2 separate regions of the Astyanax mexicanus genome follow, and region 2 is linked to region 1. A link is a contact called in public Hi-C data. All regions are on one chromosome and are shown on one strand. The core of a region is the stretch at or near the end of the contact, and the rest is flanking DNA. Distances in the headings are between cores, read along the strand shown. Region 1 overlaps grk5l (G protein-coupled receptor kinase 5 like). Region 2 holds the start of bag4 (BCL2 associated athanogene 4).

Region 1 (6,464 bases), core at 2,321-4,820:
GCGACAAGTTTACAGAAGACACCAAAGCCATCTGCAGGATGGTGAGTGCAAACACACACACACTGCTTATACACTGCTACTAATCAAGGTATTACAAGGGTTATTTGAGTGATGCCATAGAATAATTACAAAAACATGTTTGTGGATATTTAAAGGTTTAAGGAAGTCAGTTTAAATGTAATTTATGCAGCTTTATGTGAGAATTGGTTATGGGAGTGTACTGTGATTCACTGGTATACCATTGCTCCAAAAAATCTATACATTTAGTACAGATAAAGCAATACACTGTTCACATTTTTGCTGTATGCTACATGTTAATCCAAATTGCCAATTACAATATGTGTAAAACATGAATGAAAATAATCATTGTTTTTATTCATTTTACTGGCAAATTCAAATTCAAAATCAATGCACTGCTACCTTCTAGTAAGACTGTTGCTAATGCGTACGTGTGTGTGTGTGTGTGTGTGTGTGTGTGTGTGTGTGTGTGTGTGTGTGTGTGTGTGTGTGTGTGTGTGTGTGTGTGTGTGTGTGTGTGTGTGTGTGTGTGTGTGTGTGTGTGTGTGTGTGTGTGTGTGTGTGTGTGTGTGTGTGTGTGTGTGTGTGTGTTTGTGTGTGTGAGCAGCTCTTAGCCAAAGACCCCAAGCAGAGGCTAGGCTGCCAGGCTGAAGGAGGTGCAGAGGTCAAAGCCCATCCCTTCTTCAAAAACATCAACTTCAAGAGACTAGAGGCCGGCATTCTGGAACCTTCCTTCGTGCCTGATGTGAGAGGCTACATCAGACCACTTATTGTTTTTAGTAAAGTTGATTTGATCATATAAGCTGAGAATATTAAATCTAATCTTTTTTGTGTGTGTGTTTGTGTGTTCTGCAGCCCAGGGCAGTCTACTGTAAAGACGTTCTGGACATTGAACAGTTTTCCACTGTTAAGGGCGTTAACCTGGACCAAACAGACAATGACTTCTACTCCAAGTTTGCCACTGGCAGCGTCTCCATCCCATGGCAGAATGAGGTGTGTGCTGATATAGTTGTGTGTAAAACTCTTTTTCATAATGTTATGACTGAATGCTTTCACTAAAGGTGAAGATGGGTGGCAGTTTTTCTTGCAGTGTTTTAAAGTTGTAGATAGATAGATACTTTATTTATCCCGAAGGAAATGTAGGCATCCAGCAGCAACAACATAATACAGTAAGAAACATACTAAACATAAATTAAAACACAGAAGAATAGAAATATATAAGGCTATAAAAAACTTATTATACAAGGTAAAGATCTATCTGTAAACGGAGCAGTGCAACAGATGTTGCTAATGGTCATTAAATGGTCATTGTGTGATGAATAGACCAATAGAAATGCTCCAGATTGTCTTGGTATACAATTTTCTTTTTTGCTATAAAGCTTGCATTTTGGAGATACCCTGACATGCCAAATGTCATGGGACTGGACATTTTATCATTATATCCCATGACTTTTCTTATGGAAGCTAAAAAAACACTATACTGCTCTGCAGAATGTGTGTGTGCCTTCAAGTCCTTTTGCGAGGGTAATTCTAGCCAGATGCCCCCAGTCACAAACATTACCACCCATTGTGCTGTCCACTCTGGGTGGTAATGCCTCCTTGATTGATGTATTCCTGGTACACGTGTGACAATGGATCATACACTGCCCCGTTGGAAGGTATCTTAAATACCTATTCTATCCATTGTGCACCCAATTTCAGGCCTTGCTCGAACTCTTACAATTCACTTTGCATTGCCATGAACACACTTGCTGAACAGTGCTGAACCACATTTACAAGATAACACCTCACAACTTACACAGGTGTGGGTGGTCCCAATCCATCCCACAAGATAACACTTGTTGATCAATTTACATATTTCGCTGGTTCGAATTCGGCGCTCTCTCCCCACATCACTCCAAAGGGTGATGTCGCACAAGGCATCTGTGAGCTGTTGTATCGGAACCGAGTCGCTGCACTTTCCATCGAGTGCGTTGTGATGCTACTCGGCAATGCTGCATCAGCAGCAGTTCCAAAACAGGTGGTGGCTGACTTCCCATGTATCGGAGGAGGCATGTGCTAGTCTTTACCACCCCTGGGGTTGGGGCACCATAGTGATAAGGGGAGTCCTAATTACTGGTTTGGGCTGTGTAAATTAGGAGAAAATGGGATAAAATACATTACATACTGACCTCCCCTGACTTTTATTGAGCTTAATTATGTATATAAAGTACATTAATAAAATAATAAGAATAGTAAGTGTTTTGTGCAGTACACACTCTTTATTGTAAAAGAGATGTGAATGTGAAGAAACAGTTCTTTCACTAAACACTTACATAGCTAAATTCATGAATATTATGTGCATTTTAAGTGAGCTGTATGTAATAATGTAAGACTGTAGGTAGGGTGCTGCTTTGTGTACCTGTTTTATCAGCTTTATGGGGTCACAGAGAAATAACAGTAAATTCCACAGTATCTACACTGTGCTCTTCAATAGCGCTGTTTACAGTGCAGAGTGGTTGTGTTGCTGGGAGCTGAATTCAGCAGCAGGAGAGAGGGAGAGAGAGACAGGGAGTAAGAGAAGTGGAACAACAGAGGAAAACTCAGAGGACTGGATCCAGTTAGTTCAACTTTGTTGTCTGTTTCCTGTTGAGGAAAGATCTGTAAACAAGCTTTTGATTCTGAGACGTGATCACACTCACACAGACACACACAACCCGGCTCGACAGATAGAAGGTTGGATGGAGAGATGGGCAGACAGTATGTAGTATGGGCAGACGCTCAGTTGGATATATCTTCGGAGAGATACACAGGTGGTTAGATAGATAGATGGAAAATGGATGGATCAAGAAAGACAGAAGAATTGAAGGATGGATAGAAAGACATGTGATTGGACAGAAATGAATGGGGACAGGCTCAGATAGAAGGATGAAGGGTTGAATGGGAAGACAGACAGACTAAATGATGATGGATGGATGGATTAAGAATATATAGATGGAAAGAGACAAAATTAAGAATGTATAGATGGAGAGAGACTGACAGATTGAATAATATATAGATGCATAGAGACTGACAGAACTAAGAATAAACAGATGGTAAAAGAGACTGAGAGATTGAAGAATATATAGATGGAGAGAGAGACAGAATGAAGAATATATAGATGGAGAGAGACAGATATAATGAACAATGTAGATGGAGAGAGACAGAATGATGAATACCTAGATTAAGAGAGACAGATAGATTAAAGAATATATAGATGGACAGAGAGACAGAATGAAGAATATATGAATGGTGAGAGAGACACTGAAAGATGGGTGGATACATGGAGAGACAGACAGACAAGGATGGATAAATAGATGTGGAGACGGACAAGCAGAAGATTAACCTATTGGTAGACCGATAGATAGACTGATGTATGCATAGTTAGTGACTTATTGATAATTTAAAATTTACAATTTTTTCCCCTCCCTCTCTCCACAGATGATAGAGACAGAATGCTTTAGTGACCTTAACGTGTTTGGGCCTCAGGGGTCGCGACCCCCTGACCTGGACTGGACGCAGCCGCCGGAGCCACCGCGGCGCAGCCTGCTGGACAGGATCTTTAGGAGACATGTGAGGATCTCCTCCTCCCCCACAGAGGAACAGGCCAGAGAACACAATAGTTAACTACAGACCAGGTCAAACACCCACTCAGGACACCCCTCCTTCACTCCACACACCACCACCCACCCCTCCAGCCTTAACAAGAGCAGTGCGCTTATTCACGCTTTTACCTGATCACTTCTTGCTTCTTTCACTTACATTAAAGTCAAACTCATTATAAGTGGTCCATCTCTTTAATCCCACATTAAATTTAATGGATATGTTTTGCCTATACTGCATAATGCAAAAATAACTGCTGTGTCTTTATTATAAAACCTACAAGGATTCCACATTCTTATGTGTCCTGTAAGTAAGTTATGCAGTAAGTTGCAACTACTGCTCACATAAATGTGCAAATGCAGGCACATAGCCTGTCTAGTCCCTGTAGACCATTGTTATTGGACAATAGGAGAACAGAGAAACAGGAACATATGGGCATTTAGCTGTGGAGCATTGAAACCTTTTCCTTTGGAATGATGGGTGGTGTGATCATCCAGCATCCTAACCTCACTAATGCTTTTGTCGCTGAATGCAAGCAAATGCTCAAAGCAATGCCCAACATTCTATTCTATCACCTTCCCTGGAGAGTAGAGACTGTTACTGTCATATTTAGTAGTAGAAGTAGAAGTAAAAAATACTTTTGTCTTTCTTTGCGGTGTAAAAAATTAAGACACCGCTCCAGTTTCTGAATCAGTTTCTCTGATTTTGCTATTTATAGGTAAAATCAACATTGTTGTTTAATCATATAAACTATAGACAATATTTTTTCCAAAGTCCAAATAAAAATAGTCTTTTAGAGCATTTATTTGCAGAAAAAGGGAAATGGCTGAAATGACAGAAAAGATGCAGAGCTTAAATTTAGACCTCAAATAATGCAAAGAAAACAAGTTCATATTCATAAAGTTTTTTAATCACAGTTTTCATGCATCTTGGCATGTTCTCCTCCACCAGTCTTACACTCTGCTTTTGGATAACTTTATGCCACTCCTGGTGACAAAAGAATTAAGCTGTTTAGCTTGGTTTGATGGCTTGTGATCATCGAACTTCCTCTTGATTATATTCCAGAGGTTTTCAATTTGGTAAAATCAAAGAAATAATAATAATTTTTAAGTGTTCTTTTTTTTCCAGAGCTGTATATAAAAGACCAAATATTTTTACTGTAGACTATCCAAATATCCCTATAATGGATAAAATACAAGTAAAATGGTTCCAAACCCAAAAAGCAGCCCATTTCCATTCAAATCCCATTTTGCTTTTCTGTAAATGTTCTTGATCCATATAATTGTGCGAGACCCAGCAGTATGCTGCAAGTGTGAAAGGGGGAATTCACAAGCTTTAAAATTTTAAAATCAAATTTACACTTTCTCCTCTGAGCCCAAATGTAGATAAGATGTATTGGTTAAAAAGTTAGCTTGTTCAGTGTATTACTGGAGCTACAAGGCTAATGTAAGTGGCGGGGAATAAAGCATTATGTACAACAATTATCATTATTTCCAAATCATACAGTAATCTCAGTTATAATATACTTATATCTAATATACTTAATCATGTGTTTTCTGACAAGTTTTATATTTAATCATTTAGACAGCGCTCCAGTGCAAAACCAAAAAGGCTTAACCCTCAGGCTTCCAAAAACAAGGAAAAGTGTGTAATTTAATATATATTTTTTTGGTGGAAGAGGGCAATAACACAGGATTTGAGAAACATGTTGAAAATCAAACCCTGAAAATAACACTTCTTCTCTGCTTTGTCTTTTTCGTTCCCTTATTCTCTTTGCAGCATCCAGAGGCGGCCATCGCTCACAGCCGAGTCTCGTCTTCCAGCGTCAACTCTGTTGACTCAGTGTCAAACTCTGCCCCCTAGTGGACAGATGCCTGCGGGACTACAGGGAACAAGATAGAACGAGTGATATAAAGAGAAAGAGTGGAAAAAAATTAACAGAGAGAAACTCCTCCTGTCCTGCACAGGCTGGTCTTTACAGCATGGAAGAGGATTTGTTTTTATGTCCTGGTCTAGGCCGCCAACACTAACCATTCGCGGCACGCTGGAGGGCAGGAGACGAAACAACTCTGCTTTTGAGACGAAAGAGACCTCTTTTTCTTTTTCCTGTAATTTTTTTTTTTTTACGAAAGGCGAACTTTTACCCCTCACCTCATGCTCCCTCAGGATTGCTGGACCAGAAAATAAAAAGAGCCACTGACAATGACGGAATATTAAACTCTTATTATTCAGGGGATTTTACTGAAAAAAGAGAGGCCTCCACAGGGAATGGGAAGGGGGCTTTTTTCCCAGCCCTTCCGTTTGGGAGGGAAAAAGTGTTAACATGAACTGAAGACACTCTACACACTCACTAACACAGGCACTCACTCTCTCCCTTCTCCTCCTCCTCCTCTTCTTCCTCCTCTTCCTCTTTCTTCTTCATCCCTCTCTTTAAACCCTGTCTATACCTTCTCTCCCACTGCAGTTCCAACTCAACAACACAAAACACCTCCAACCTCAAACCCAAAATGTGCATTGCCTTGCATACACTCAGGCCAAAGATCAGATATGTATTTGAGTATTCGGTTGCCATATTTTGTTCTGGAGAGTGAGGTTAGGCCTAAAAAAAAAAAGGAAGGAAAAATAAAAACAAGCACAAGGATGACCAGAGCTTGGGGTAGTCGCTGTCTTTCAGTCATCCATAAAGGGATACTTGATCTAGGAAATCCAAGGTGGCTAGCTGTGCTAATATTTCTAGTTTTTAGTGAAAGATGCATACTTGATCCTGAAAAGCTGAGGCGGCTAACGGCACTAATCATTCGCTAGTTATTAGTAAAATCTGAATA
Region 2 (6,464 bases), core at 1,271-3,770, 83 kb before region 1:
TCATCACCTACCCCTTGGCAATGCGGTACAGCATAGGGAGGCTGAGTAGAATTCCCCGCGGGCCGATCAGCGCAGCCCTGATTATGATACTGAGGTGGTTGCCGTGGAGGAATCTGCTCACTGCAGTAGAACGGATTGGATGGGTGCATCATATTGGCTGAGTACTGTCCTGGATTGTACACCCCATTGGGATAGCCTGACATTGCCTGAAATAAAGGCACAGCAGTTTGATTTTCATAAAAAGTATATATACCAAACACCTTTAATACTCTAATATAATTAGTATTACTCTAATACAATTAATCTACTATGAATCTGCAGTCTGTGTAATTTTAACAGTATGAAGGCAATAATTGTAGCATGATTTTATGTCAGTATTAATCAGTGCATTAGTCAGTGTATTTTTTTTTATCCAGTGTGAATCTGCAAAAAAACTTTAAGCACTGTGTTAAGACAAGAAGGAAGATGTGGTACTGTACCTGGGGATTGTACGGTGCTTGTCCATTGACCTCTGCTCCAGAGGGGTATGTGTTACTATACGGTCCAGCAGTATGCGAATGAGGGTACCAGTAGTTTGGTGGATAGCCACAATATGGATTAGAGTCCTGCCGTAAAGCAGAAATTACATGATGTTAGTCCTATAGTAGTTGTCACCACTATATTAGTGGTTCACCATATGGCTGAATTGAAGAAATAATACAAATTATTTTGTAACATTACTTTTACATTAACTGTACATATGTTTATCCTTCTCTAGCCCATATTATAAGCTGCCTCTTGTTTTCTCCTCAATGTTGGTACATCATTAAGGCTGATGCCACTACTTGCATGGCAATTTCCCATATTCTGCGAATTTTCCTTTGTTTGTTATGATGTTATTTTTGTTCCTGCTATCTCTTTTCCCTGTTTTTTGCTTTTAAACCCTGGCTATTATTCTTTCACAGCAGGATGATTCTGCATGACAGCATGGGACTGTTCAGCCTTTAAGGACTTATGGACACCACTTTCATCAGTACTAATATTTAGCATGTGTTCTGCAGTTACTCAGATTTTTATAATACATGACCTGTTTTTACAATAAGCACAAATTGAAATAATAAAGTACTATTTGACCACTCATTCTGCAGTCACTTTTGGACCCAGATCTCTGCAGAGCTGCTCTATGACAACATTTGCTGTAAAGAATTGAAATTTATTTTAAGTGTGACTGTTTTAATCAATTAAAAAACAACGAAGCCGACATAGTAAAGGTTTCTTTATGCTAACTGTATAGAAATAAAAATAGGTATCAGATCTGAAAGGCATTATTTCAGTACAGAACAGAAGCACTCAGGAAGCTTTGGTTCTCCAACACTGAAGATAAGGTGCACTTAGGTTACAACTTTACCAGTAGTGTAGGGATACATTTGGTAAATTCTGACAGTATTATATCGCTGCTATGCAGAAAATGGGATAATTTAGGATATCCAACTTTTATTAACAACCCAAACACACTAGCAAACCTAGCTATAGCTAACTGCTTGTATAAAGGCCACCTAATTTTACGCAATAAGTCCTGTTTCTCTAGATAACCAACTTGCTGACCAAAGCCAGCAATGGCCGGTCTGATAACTTATTCAACTAAACTACAAACTTAGGCAATAAAACGAACATCTCTCTGCAAAGTAAATCAGGGTTGTATATTTATGTGAGCTAGCTAACTACATAGAAAACACACTAGGTTAACATGTCAACGCTACTACAGTTTAAGTGAAGGTTAGTAACTGAAGTGCTGGCAATAGCTGGTAAGAGATGCTATGCTAAAGCTAATTGAATAGGACGGCACAGTTTGCTCAAAGTCAGCTGCGTAAACTTTTACACAAAGTGAATTAAAACCGTGTATTATTAAGATGCATTTGTATTAAATGTAAATAAAACGTTAAGCTGCTTCTGTATGAATGATACACTGGTGTCAAACACAGCTTAGCTTAGCGTAGTTTAGCTTAGCTTAGCTTAGCCTAGCCTAGCCCCGGTTCTTACCATCGCTCCGCTCCAGCTGCTCTCCGGGTTGTACCCGGGGCTCCAGCCCGCTTTCGGCTGCTGCATGTGCCGCTGCTGTTGCAGTAGCCACGCCGCCTCCCCGCTTCTCTCCGCTCCGGCTGAGTCGTAGGCCATCCACTGCTAACAGCACGTTATTGGTATTAATATGATTATTTTTATTATTACTAATTCATTAACCCATCATTCTCGCCATCGTGTCGGGTGTAGCTGCAGTGTGACTGAATCTGCGCGGTGCTGTAGCCTGACCTGAGCAATTAAATATTTATTTAAATCTTATAACGTATTCATATATATATTTTTTATGGCAAAAATTATTGTAAAAGCGCGTTACTGATATCCTTCTTTAGCTCTACAGTTCAATTAATTAAACATATTCACGCATAACAGCAAAGTGCTGCTGACTGTCACAGAAAAAAGCAAGCAGCCAATCACAAATAGGGACAGGAATATCTAGCCAATCACAATGTGCACAAAAACGAGCTAGCCAATCACAAGCTGGGTTACAATGTACGTTGCTTTATATGTATTTTAATCAATCGAATCGAAGCATTAAAAATATAATATAACTCTTTGCTTTTGAAAAAATTAATTGGATAAAATATTGTAAAATATATTTTCTGCATAAATAATACAAATCCCAAGGATAAATGACATACTTAAAATTATATATTTGTTATTCCGTGATATTTCGAGATATGTTTAGATGTTAAGATGTTTCTGTGCCTTGTCAGGGGTACAAAATGTATTTATAAATTTGAAATACAAAATATATTGATACTCTTTTTTTTTAGAGAGTTCTATATTATAAAGTAAACGATATCTTATTTTATGTATGATTATGATTTTGTAAAATCAAAATTAGTTTGTTTATTTTTTATCTGTAACTATAATTTCTGTCATAAGCTCTGATTCAACATTTAATTGTTAAAGTTACTGTATTTTGACAACCTTGTTCTTGAGACGGTAGCTTCCAAATCAGTTGGAGTGAAGCAAAATGTAAAATACAGCTAAAGGATTAAACAGAAATAGATCACAAACATAGTAAATGAACATAAATAAATAAATAAATAACAGTTACAAAGGAAATAACAGATAAAATCTCTAATAAATAAATACGTGGGAAGAAAGCACTACAAAATAAAAGCATAATAATTAAAATAATTATTAAGCTTATAGATAAATGATAAAAAAAAATGCATGGTGCGTTTAAATTAACATTACATATAAATAAAACTGCAAAAAAAATCTCAAAAACGAATATAAAACATATCTTTTGTAAAAAGATTTGTTTTATAAAATGCGAGTGGGCCCTTTAAAGGGGTGAGCGTGCCCCGGAAGCTGTGCTATAAGAGCGCTGCTGCTGTAGTTAGTTTGGGTGCCAGGAGGTTTGATATCACACTGTCTCTAGGTTTTTTGTGCTTTAAACTCCCCGCATGTCTGCAGGATGAATTACATGCCAGGCACCGCCAGCCTCATTGAGGACATCGACAGTAAGTTAAAAGCTCCGCTGGGCTTTACTACCCAGCCTAAAGCCGCTGGAACTCCAAATAGCTGCGTTGTAATTGGAATTGTTCGGTCCACCTTAAATGGTGCAGTGATTATATTCTGAGTCCAGCTAGCACAGTAATGTACCTGCTGCCCTATTTAAGGTGGAGTGGAAATTTAAAGCAATTAGCTATCTTAAACTTTCTTACTGCTAAAGATAATCTAAGTGTGTTTAATCTTGCGTTTCTGACCACGAACTGTGTACAATTTATACATATTGTATTTTTTTTCTCTACACCTCATTCCTCCCAAGATGAACCTGGAGGTGGTCTTCAGGGTTTGGGCCATTAGATAGCTAGCTAGATCGCTAACAACTACAACCACTTAAGTACTTGCAAATTAAACCTTTATAGACTTGCTAAAATGCTAAAAGTTAAATATAACACAGCTGGAGCTGGCGAACATTGAACTAGCTCTTTATGAATTCTTAGGATGACATAACAAATCCAAGGAAGGCTGTTTTGTGTGACTTATTTTGCCAGTTTTGTTGTTGCATGAAACTGTATAAATGTCTTTTAAGCAAATAAGCTTTCTGTCTGTCTGATCTGTTTTTGTTTTTCTTCCAGAAAAGCACCTTGTTCTGCTCAGAGATGGGAGAACACTGATTGGGATCCTCAGAAGTATAGATCAGTTTGGTAAGTAGATCCAGTGTTCAGTGAAGTAAAATAACAGATCCAAGTGAACCACTCAGTATGATCAGTATAATATATTTATATGTACACCAGTGTTTCCCACTGAACTGACACCCATTAAAATGAGCTTACTAAAGTTCCTCAGAGTTGGATTAAGAGGCGTTAGGTGTGCTTGGCAGTAGTTGGACATCGTTTAAGTTGTTCCATGCTTCACTTTTATTCGATGCCCTTTCACAATGAAGTGGTAACCTGCCTTTAGCATGGATGCACTGATCTATATTATATGGTACATCTATTTTAAAACTGCTTGAGGGTGCATAGAATATAAAGCCATGGTGCTAACTACCGAATAACAAATGATCTCACTGCATTAGCAGCACGGTCAGTATTTGAAGTTTATTTGCATCAGTATTGTTCTGCCCATCCTTGTCAGTTGTATGTTATTCATTAACAGGTTGTTAATATTTGATCTCTGTTCTCTTTAACAGCAAATTTAGTTTTGCATCAAACAGTGGAACGTATCCACGTTGGTAAGAAGTTTGGAGACATACCCCGAGGGATCTTTGTTGTCAGAGGAGAAAATGTTGTCTTACTTGGAGAAGTAGTAAGTTTACACAGTTTTTGTTTATTTTTCTTTCTGGAAATGTTTCCATTAAAATAAGATTAAGCAAAATGAGTCATGGTATTAAACATAAGCCTTGTTTGTTGTTGCTAGGATTGACAGGCTTTAGAGAATGCTGGGGAAATATCAGTCAACCTAATGAAGGGCTATAGTGTGAATAGTACCTTGGTGTGTAACACAGTACCTGCATTAAGGGCCAAATACCTGGCCAAGGATTAATTCTAGTCATGGACTCAATGGAAATTTAAAATGTAAAAGGTAAATAAGAGAAACTTGTTAATGTTAAATATTAACACCCTGCTGTGGGAAATTTGGGAATTATTTTGGTACCAGGGGTTGAGCTTACCTTTAACCTTTTAATACGGTGGACTGACCAAATCAGTGTGGCTGCATTGTGCGCACTTTTTTTTTTTTTTTTTTCCCCACAACTATGATCTGGGTGCAATAAACATGATGTAGAATAATACTATTTTATTGGACGGGTAAGGAGGAGAGCTGAGATGTGTTATGAATGAGGGGAATTTAAGAAGCATGTTTTATTGGAATTTAACCTACACTCTCCTGTTTGGATTTGTTTATTGTCTGCTCTGTAGGACCTAGATAAAGAATGTGATCAGATCCTTCAGAGAGTTTCCATTGAGGAAATTCTGGAGGAGCAGCGGGTGGAGCAGCAGGCAAAGCAGGAGTCTGAGAAGCGGAAACTACAGGCAGTAAAGGAGCGAGGCTTGTCCATCCCTAAAGCAGACACATTGGATGATTTCTGAGACGCCTTTAGGTTAATTTTTTTTGCTTGTTTTGTTTTCAGTTTTAGTGAGTATTACACACGTGACCTTCAATGAATGCATCACAGAAGACTGTGATCATGACCGTTTTTGTTTTTATGTAAGTCATGCTCTGCGTGACCATTACCATCTTTTCCTTTACGGCCGATGGTGCCGTATTGAAACTGAAGATGGACCAAACGGAAGCACTTGGCCTGCTGGCTTTTATTTTGAACTTTGTAGAGAAGAATAATGGAACCTTAAACTCAGTGTTTGTGTCGTTGAGGTGATGTTATGGTGGCGTTTATGTTGGTATGCTATGTTAAATCACGCTAAACAGCACTGAAGATATTTTTGTTCTATTAAACCTATTTTGTACTGAATAATATTGAGTGGTTTCCTTTGTGCGACAAATGATTTGTGAAATGCAGTCTGTTCTTGCCTGATTGCATTTTATTAACCACCTTTCCAGTTCTTTACTTACCTTAAGGGGAGCCAGTTTACATGAAAACAAAATATATAAAACTAACCTTTTCTATAATTGTATGATGTTGGGTTGAGAATATTTTAAGAGAAGCATTCAATTCCACACTTATGTTGTGACTTTTCAAGTACTTCTCCAGCGTTACTTGCTAGCTTGCAGTGTCTGTGTAATTCCCTCATTTGCCTTATGGTGTCGCCAAATACTGAAAACAAGTTATGTTTTAGAGAAATGTACCAAACTTAATCTTGTTCACAGTGGTGGTGAATGAAATCGTATCAAACTAGTTTACTGGCTTTAAATGCCCCATCACAAATACATTATGCAGATACACCTAAACAAAACCAAAACAGACTTTGGGACTGTTAAGGATACATAGTGAT

The links. Hi-C and Micro-C count contacts between places; a contact is called where the count stands out from the background.
Region 2: a Hi-C map of blood shows a contact between it and region 1, with 2.8 times the contacts expected there. The contact joins the promoter of bag4 here to the enhancer-like site in region 1. A contact is called at or near these places in 3 of 3 Hi-C or Micro-C datasets (blood and muscle).

What each region holds. Positions count from the first base shown.
Region 1 is chr12:31,984,902-31,991,365 of AstMex3_surface, reverse strand. It overlaps grk5l (G protein-coupled receptor kinase 5 like), which reads left to right. Exons shown (of 16, transcript XM_007247104.4): 12 at 1-41; 13 at 626-763; 14 at 874-1,011; 15 at 3,478-3,609; 16 at 5,419-6,464. The coding sequence ends at 5,502. Among protein-coding and RNA genes, the nearest start is that of LOC125806077, 13 kb to the right of the region's middle. Within about 2 kb of position 3,570, the one cell type or tissue checked has an H3K27ac peak away from gene starts, as active enhancers do.
Region 2 is chr12:32,067,185-32,073,648 of AstMex3_surface, reverse strand. bag4 (BCL2 associated athanogene 4) reads right to left here and starts at 2,520. Exons shown (of 5, transcript XM_007247113.4): 1 at 2,020-2,520; 2 at 480-605; 3 at 12-206. The coding sequence starts at 2,154. lsm1 (LSM1, U6 small nuclear RNA associated) reads left to right here and starts at 3,368. Exons shown (of 4, transcript XM_007247114.4): 1 at 3,368-3,530; 2 at 4,152-4,220; 3 at 4,706-4,821; 4 at 5,433-5,986. The coding sequence starts at 3,485. The coding sequence ends at 5,603.